2 separate regions of the Mus musculus genome follow, and region 2 is linked to region 1. Evidence: chromatin contacts called from public Hi-C data. All regions are on one chromosome and are shown on one strand. Each heading gives the region's core, a stretch centred on a gene start, on an enhancer-like site or on the middle of the called end of the contact. The rest is flanking DNA. Distances are from core to core; before and after follow the strand shown. Region 1 holds the start of Ubap2l (ubiquitin-associated protein 2-like). Region 2 holds the start of Prpf3 (pre-mRNA processing factor 3).

Region 1 (4,714 bases), core at 368-2,867:
ATCTAATGTGAGAAACAATTCAGACATTCTGAAGTTGGACTGGGATGGGTAAGGCTTACCACTTCTAACAGAGAAACTAATTTTCCTAGACCTGTGTCCCATTCCCCAACCACCTTCAATCTAATAGGAGTCTTCCCAGTTAGAAACACTGGGGAAAGCCAGTACATTTAGCCCTTCCTCACTATTTTACATGACAGCAGTATCTCCCATTCACAACAGAAACAATCACTGGGATGATCTATAATTAAAGACAGTGGTATAGGACCCACAACACAGTCTTATCAACAGATACACATCCAAATATTTTAATCTCTAATGCTGGTTGTCAAACTGACTCATACCCCCCTCCCAGCAAGACACAGCAGATATCCCCAACGCAGAATATGGGAGGTGGAGACAAAAAATAATCTCTCCATTTAGTAGTCAGTGAGTCAAAGGCAAAAACAAATTTAACAAAATCGCCTTTAACTGTTTTTTCTTTCCACAACAACCTACACCAGAGGTTGCTAAATTTTAAGAATCGTGGAAAACAGTCTCTTGTTTGTGACATCACTTTGCAAAACAATTTAGGGGCTGTCCACCAGGTGAAGGGTCTCAAGAAATTTGGAATTCCATTCCCATTATGAGAAAAATGAACAAATGCCCAGTCTAGTGACATCCCTTAGGCGCAACACAATCCACGGGGGCCTCCATGTCCAGCTTCCCAAATAAGATAACTGCTTGGGTAGCCAAAACTACAGTATAGACAACAGGAAGTCAAAGACTGCAGCGAAAATATATTCCACGACCAGGGTCGGTAAGAAAGAAGGCAGGGTAATAAGAGGAGCTGACAAAGAGGCTGGAAATGAACAGAGAGGACAGAAGCCCACGCGCGGAGGATGGGAGACTCACCCCCCTCCGCGCCACATCTAGAGCCCATGGGGCCATTCGCTTCTCTACCTCCCACCCGGAACAAATTAATCCTCCGCACTCCAAACCGAGGGCCACATGGGGGAGTTTGGGGCAGCTCCACCCCATCGCCACCCCCCCTCCGCCCCCAAAACCAGGCCGGATCCGGATCAGAGGCCCAGAGAGGACTGGGGAGGGAGGAGGCCTTCTCCACAAGACACTGACCCTCCTAAACAACCCTACCTCAGGCTGGGCCCAGGCCTCGCTCGCCCGCGCTCTTTCTCGCTCTCCCCCTTCAGGCTCTAGCCACATGCCCCCCCCCTCCGGCTGCCCCAAGCCCCGCCCCGGCCACGCTCCCAAATCGAGGCCCCGGCTCTGGCGCGGCCCAGTAGGCCGCGAACCCAACTATAAACAAAACCCCCGGCGGCCAATTCGAGGTGGGGAGGTTGGACGCCCGGGTTCCCAAGACCAGAAGGGAGGGTGTACAGTGGGGAGACACACGGCGTGGGGGGGGCCTACCGCGGGACAGGAATACGGAGGGGACAGAGGAAAAGAAGGGAGGGTAAAAAGGGGATCGCGGATTTAAAGGGGCCGCGGACAATACCCGGCCCCGCCGCGTTGCCGCTGCCGCCGCCGCCGCCGCCAACGCCGCTGCGCTCCCAACTTTACCTCAGTCTCCTCCACACTGACACCCCGGGCCGCGCCGCCCCTGTCACGTGATATAAGATTCCCTCCTCCCCACCCCCTCCCTCCTTTTCCCTCTCGCGCTCGCTCTCGCGCCTTCCCCCTCCCACTTGCCTTCCTGCGTCCCTCAGCACGTGACGCGAAAGGGCCGCGCACGTCAGCGTGCGCGCGCCTCCCCGCCACGAAACACTGCTCTTGAGTTCCGCGCGCCCGCCCCGCCCCCGCCCCGCCCCGCACGGATCCGCCTCCATCACGTGACTCCAGTAAGGTCTCGGCTTCCTCTTACTGGCGTAGTTCCGCGTCTCCGCACTCCCAGGTACCTTTGCGGACATAAGTCACGTGGCGGAGGGGGTGGGGGTGGGGAAATGGGACGGGAAGGTCCGATGCTTAACTAGCGCCCCCATCCACCATGTTTTCTGACGGACTCTAGCCTGGTTTTTTTTTTTTTTTTTTTTTTAATCGAAAACCATATGGAAATGTTCGGAGAGCTCCAGGGAACCTAGGTTCCCTGGCTTCGGCAGAGCCTGGGCTAACGCGCGAGCGCGGCGGGACTGTCCTAGCAGGTGTTCCCGGAGAGAGAGGCGATGGCGTCTAGTAGTAACTGGCTTTCTGGAGTGAATGTCGTGCTGGTGATGGCGTACGGGAGCCTGGTGAGATCCCCATTCTCTTCCTCTTGTGGCATTTGTCTGAGTCCCGACCCTCTGAGCCGGACTCCTGAAAAGAAGGCTCCTGAGCCGTTCTGTCTTTGTTCTTCAGCCACTTAACTTGTTTTGTTTCTGGACTTCCGAATTGTATCCGTAGACAGTCTGAGATCTTTAAGTCAAAGCTGCCTGGCTCTAAGTAAGAACCCTCCCTCTTAAATTCTAGAGCCCAGATTAACATGCCTCTCCGTTACTAGCCCCTGACCCACCTCCGTCCTTAGCGACCCGGCTTCGCCCCAAAGCATCCAGCTCTGAAGGCCTAAACCCAGGGATTTTGAAAGTGAACATTTTAAAAAATTATTGCTATTACTAAAATGGCTCTAATCTCTTTGGGCAGGTATTCGTACTGCTGTTTATTTTTGTGAAGAGACAAATCATGCGCTTTGCAATGAAATCTAGAAGGGGACCTCATGTTCCTGTAGGACACAATGCCCCCAAGGTAGGTCACTAGAATGCAAGGTAAACCTGTTCTTTGGCACAAGGAGATTTTTCTCGGACTTTAAAAGAAGACTTTTATTCATATGCTTCCTTTCATTCCACAGTCTAAGCAATAACTTCCTGCTCACTGCTGCTCCACAACATGTACCTTAAGATTTAAACCAATTCAGCTGTAAAATGTCTCATCTTCAACTAAAATTACTAAATATTTCATGTTGCTTTAGTTTAAGCATGATGCTGAGAACACTTACAGTTGGTTCCAGCGTTGTGAGAATGGTTGCCTTTGCAGAATTTTAAAGATGCCCATTGTGCTTGCTTAGAATGCAGACGACTGGGTTTAATCCTTGACACTGCTGAAAGCAAGGGGCGGGGCAATAATCACCTAGTTATACTTTTCAAGTCAAACCTAAAGCCAAAGAAAGAAATTACCTAACAACTTTTTAATGTTGTTATTGTTCTTTGTTTTGTATTTTGAGACATACTGAACACCCAATTGTAACCCAATAACTCTCACCACGGAACCTCAAAGCAGCCCTCCTGCAAGGACAGTACAAGTAATGAGATTACCAAGATAATGTGCCACATCAGACTGCGTCCACAAATTAAATAATCGTGCTGGGCTTGGTAGAGCATACCTTTAATCCCAGCACTCAGGCAGAGACAGGTGGATCTCTGAGGCCAACCAAGTCTACAGAGCTAGTTCAGGACAGCCAGGGCAATGTAGAAAAACCTTGACATGAAAAACCAAAAAAAGAATAGTAAAAGTAAATAATCTAGTAGTGTCTAAACTTTCTCCTTAAGTGCTTTGCTTTTCTTGGCTTTAAGAAAAATGTCTTCTGGGCTGGCGAGATGGCTCAGCGGGCAAGAGCATTGACTGCTCTTTCGAAGGTCCTGAGTTCAAATCCCAGAAACCACATGGTGGCTCACAACCACCCATAATGAGATCCGATGCCCTCTTCTTGTGCATCTAAAGTCAGCTACAGTGTTCTTATGTATAATAATAAATGAGTCTTTGGGCCAGAACAAGCAGGGACTGAGCAAGTGGGGCCAACCAGAGCGAGCAGAGGTCCTAAAAATTTAATTCCCAACAACCACATGAAGGCTCACAACCTTCATAATTTTGTATGTACTCACATACATAAAACAAATAAATAAATCTTTAAAAAAAAAAGAAAAGAAAAAGAAAAATGTTTTCTAATGGAACTTTGTCTATTGAGAAACCTGTTGGTATATATAACTACCATCTGACATTAAAACTCAGGTTTCAAGGCTGGGAAGTTGGGCATATTTCTTTAATCCCAGCACTCAGGAGGCAAAGGCAGGAGAATCTGTAATTTTGAGGCCAGCCTAATCTACAGAGTGATCTCTAGGACAGTCAGGACTCTACAAAGAAAACTTGTCTGGAAAAAAAAAAACAAAGACCCTTAAGTTTCAAATAGCCATCTCAAACCTAGTATACTTAAGTCAGAAATCCTTTGTGTATATGTGTACACTTATGTGTAAGTAGGTATGCATGCATGTGTGTGCCATATGTGGAAGCCATACTGTGGCATAGTCCATTTTCTTCAGTTGCTCTCCACCTTAATTTTAGAGTCAGGGTCTTCACTAAGCTTGGGTTTTGCCAATTTCACTATACTGCCTGGCCTCCTGTCCCCATCTCCTTTGAAATCTTTTTGTTGGTGGCTGGTGTTTTTCCAACTGGATCTCCTGTATCTTTGGCTAGAGCTGGATTTGTAGGTAACCCTGGCATTGCACTGGCCCTCCTGCTTTCGGTTCTGAAGTGCCAAGGTTATAAGCATGCACTGACACTCGTGGTTTATGTGGTGCTGGAGCCTGATCCCAGGAACGTGGTGTGTGCTAGACAATTGCTCTGACAACTGAGATAGCATCCCCTGTTGTAAGTCAGAATCCTTACATCCCATTGCCATCTCCGTCATGCTTTTCCTTTTAATAAGACACCAGGGGACTTTACTACCAACTTCCTTTTCTATGACTCTCCCCAT
Region 2 (4,317 bases), core at 544-3,043, 5.8 Mb after region 1:
AATCTAGAAGTCAACTTCTGCTCTGGAAGCCATTCTCTAACCTAACTTTGACCTAAAACTTGTCTAACGGATTCAAAGAAGAGGGTTTATTCAAGTCAGTCCTCCTGTGTTAAATCTCATAATCCTTAAGAATGCTGTCACCTTTCTCTGTAGTTTTATTCATGCTGGTAAGTATTCTATACACCAACATGATTTTTTTATTACTTAACACAGTTGGAGAAAAATTTCAACACTATTCATGCTTACATTTGGGTAATCTTAAATCTCAACATCTTCACCAGCATAAAGATAACTTAATTTCTGATTTTCTTCCTAATGGCTGCATGTCAATCTATTGACTGCACCGACCTCAACTTCCCATAAGACCTCCTCTTAGCACTGCCATGCATCTTAGTATGATCTGGGAATTACTCTTTCAAGATGTTTAAAGACATCTAAAAAATGCAACCTCAGAATGATCATACAAGCCTGTGATCCCAGCACAAGGGGAATCAGGAGTTCAAGTCCAGCCTTGGCTACAGAGTTCAACATCACCGGTGGCTACATGAGACCTTGTCATAAAAAAAAAAAAAAAAAAAAAAAGATGCAGTCTAATTAGCTCCTACATTCTTGACAGATTTCTCTCTCATAAGATCTGTCAATACACAGTATTTAATACATCTGAATGAATCTGGAAGGCTGTTTCTCAGTGACAACTTTTATGAATAATCCTGGGATAGCTTTTTTGGGCCATCATGAGATAGCAGTATACTGCCTATCAAAAAGAAAGCAACCACAGGCACTAAAAGTGGAGAAGAAAGCCCATTTAAGATAGAATATAGTAAGCACCACCATTCATAAGCCCTTAGGAAAGCAAGTTAATTCCCGAGAGCCTCAGTATACTTATCTTAGAAAATGAGACATCTGGTATAACACTCCATTCAATAAATACTTAAGTTACTATTTCTTGTCAAGCAGAATACTTACTGCATGTAAGGACACACACAGCAGTGAACAAAACAGCCAAGAATCCTCATGTTAATGGGACTTACAACCCACTACAATTGAATAATAGGCTAGAAAGTTTAAGCAATTTTCAAAATCCAGAGTAATAGGTGAAGCATATTAAGCATATTGGATGTAAGCTCAAGAAATATACTAACAAATGGATGTCTTCAAATTCGACCCGAATGTGCAAACGAAACAGTCAATGGATAAGAAAGTTTCAGTCAGTAGAGTTGTCACTAACCAGATGTTCAACTCTAATAGCGAGGGGGCGTCAGCGTCGGTGGGGGGCTGGGGGGTGGAGGGGAAGGGGAAGGGGAAGGGGAGGGAGGCAGAACGCTGTCTTCTGAATGAGCAGGTAGCAGAATCTCATCTTCCGAAGGGATTCCTTACTTTTCTACGCTACAAGCCCCTGGAACCCCATGCTCCGGTCTTTGCTATCTTCCCACCTGGCCCCGGCCCCACCGAGTCCGCGCTAACTCCTCACCTCAGGGCAGGTTTGCCCACCCTGCTGCTTCCCGCCCCCGCCCTTTGCCTTCAGCCAGCCCATTCTGACTTCTTCCCCGGACAGAACCAGGGAGTCCTCCCAGCCTGCTTCCCGCCGAGCACTCCCGCCCTGTCCAGCCGCTCGCACCGAAGGCTACAGCCTTTCGGGCGCGGGGCCACTACTCACCTCACAAACTTCAGCCCCTGAGACGGAGCCCGAACGTTACACCGGAACCGGAAACCTTCCGGTTGCCCTACGGCCCGCCGTCGCTACCGCCACACACCGCCACGCTGCGGTCCCTACGGCACGTGACTACGGAAGGCGGGGCCTCAGCTGCGCAGCCGCGGTATCAAGGTGCCGGCCGCGGGGCGCACGCGCCGCGGGATCCTAAAGCCTAGTCCGCGGGTTGTCCCGGAGCGATGCCAACGTTAGTTCGGGCATTATTTCCCGGAGCAGAAATCGGTTGGCATCACATTCCCTCGGGTCCAAAGAGTTAGTGCGCTAAGATTATCACTTAGAACTAAAAGCAAGGACGTCCACATTCGTACTCAAAGTGTCCTTTCTAGTTTAAAAAAAAAAAAATTGTGATCTCTAGCATTAGCTGCCCTCCCTTAACTTTGCCTCCCTAATTTAAAATCGATACCAGAGACCAGGCAACAAAAAAGAACAGATTCAGAGCTATCCCCTGGCTTCCCATTCGCCAATGAAACACCAAAACCTGCCTCACTTCCTAACCTCTAGGGATAACAGTATTCCAATTGCTAGCTCAGCCTCAGAAACCAGACTACTTTCTCGCTTGTCGCTTTCTGCCTTGCATGGCTCTTTACTAAGAAAACTACAAGATTTGCACTCCACTCTACTTCGGGTTTGTGCTCAAATTAGCCTTAGAGAAGCCTTTCTGGCCGCCCTATTTAATTTTGATACTTGACGCTCTAGAGTCCCACTTTTTTTTTCTTTTTTCTTTTTTTTTTCCTTATTGTACTTGTAGTATCATCTACCGTATTCATAAAAGTTAACTTAGGCTTTGTACTAGTCAGGGTTCTCTAGAGTCATAGAACTTATGGGTAGTCTCTGTATAGTAAGGGGATTTGTTGATGACTTACAGTCTGTAGTCCAAGTCCCAACAATGGGCAGCAGCAGCTATGAAAGGAAGTTCAAGGATCTAGCAGTTGCTCAGTCCCACAAGACAAGCAGGTGGAGAAGAGAGAGAGAATCTTCCTTCTTCCAATGTCCTTATGTAGGTCTCCAGCAGAAGGTGTGGCCCAGATGAAAGGTGTGTGCCACCAAGCCTTCAACTCAAAGATCCCCCAGTCTTAATTTTCTGGAATTTATAGCCACTATGCCTCAAGATCTCCGTGCCAAGATCCAGGTCAGAAATTGTATATCTCAGCCTCCAGATTAGGATCACAGGTGAGCCTTCCAATTCTGAATTGTAGTTCATTCCAAATATAGTCAAGTAGATAACCAGGAATAGCCACCACACGCTTAGTGCTTATACTTACAGTAACACTCATACAATTAAGTACTTAATAAATACTTGTCTACCATGGCAAGTTCCCCACTACACATCCCCCAAATAAAATGTAAAACTTTTTTTTTTTTTTTTTTTTTTTTTTTAAGGAATGGCAGTTCCTCTGGGAAAGGTGGGGGTAGTGGATAGAGGTTAGATAAGGGACATCAAATGCAGTTAGGTAAGAGAAAGTACTTCTGGGACTGGAGAGATGGCTCAGTGGTTAAGAGCACTGACTGCTCTTCCAGAGGTCCTGAGTTCAATTCCCAGCAACCACATAGTGGCTCTGTAATGGGATCTGATGCCCTCTTTTGGTGTGTCTGAAGACAGCTACAGTGTGCTCGTATAAATAAAATAAGTTTATCTTTAAAAAAAAAAAAAAGCCGGGCAGTGGTGAGAAACCCTGTCTCGAAAAACCAAAAAAAAAAAAAAAAAGAGAGAGAGAGAGAAAGTACTTCTGGTAGTCTATAGCATGTGCCACTATGCCCAACTTTAACTCATTTTTATGCTCATGAATATCCAATTTCCTGATACTATTATTTGCTTTGTTTGAGGCAGAGTCTCACGTAGCCCAGGCTGGCCTCAAACTCACTATGCAGATGATCTTGAACTCCTGATATTCTCACTTCCATCTCTTAAATTCTGAGATTACAGGCCTGAACCACCAAACCAAGCTCTCAGGCTGTCCTTTCCCTGTTTGAATAGTTTTGGCAGTTTTGGCAAAACTCAGATGAAGGCCTGCTCTGTAGGTAGAGGTGTTTTACAACGGCACCAGTTTGCTTCCAGGATCCCCTAAGGCAGCAGGAGAAAATTGACTCCTTGGAGTTGTTTTCAGGATTCCACAGGCACATAAACACAGAAGACCAGAACTTGGGATTCAGCTCAGTAGTATAGTACTTGTCTAGCATGCTTCAGACCCTGGGTCTGATGTCAGCACTGCAATAACATCAACTATCTGACATATATGAGTTTACTTTGTACTCTTCTATCCATCCACATCTGCCCCTATCAAAACATCTATATTTCCTTTATTCCTCTCGTAACCCCTTTGAAGAAGAGACTTCTATTTCCCCCTCCCTTCTCCTGTTGGAGATGATGTTTTCTTCAGATTGTCTCTGAATTCCTGGGCTTAGGTAATCTTCATTCTTTAGCATGAGCAGTTAGGACTAAATGTGTGTGTGTGGTGTGTGTGTGTGTGTGTGTGTGTGTGTGTGTGTGTGTGTGTGTGCTCTCTCGAGTGTGCATGCATGCCACCGTGAATACTTAGGACTAAGCTTGGGTGTCACTGTGCCTCGCTCTTTTTGTCATTTCCTCATGATGGAAACAATTCAGAAAA

What was found. Hi-C and Micro-C count contacts between places; a contact is called where the count stands out from the background.
Region 2: a contact with region 1 is called in a Hi-C map of B cells, with 5 read pairs. The contact joins the promoter of Prpf3 here to the promoter of Ubap2l in region 1.

Annotation. Positions count from the first base shown.
Region 1 is chr3:90,050,898-90,055,611 of GRCm38.p6, forward strand. It overlaps Ubap2l (ubiquitin-associated protein 2-like), which reads right to left and starts at 1,618. Exons shown (of 28, transcript NM_001165984.1): 1 at 1,558-1,618. It overlaps 4933434E20Rik (RIKEN cDNA 4933434E20 gene), which reads left to right and starts at 1,905. Exons shown (of 7, transcript NM_025762.3): 1 at 1,905-2,222; 2 at 2,611-2,712. The coding sequence starts at 2,157.
Region 2 is chr3:95,854,092-95,858,408 of GRCm38.p6, forward strand. It overlaps Prpf3 (pre-mRNA processing factor 3), which reads right to left and starts at 1,794. Exons shown (of 16, transcript NM_001316751.2): 1 at 1,658-1,794.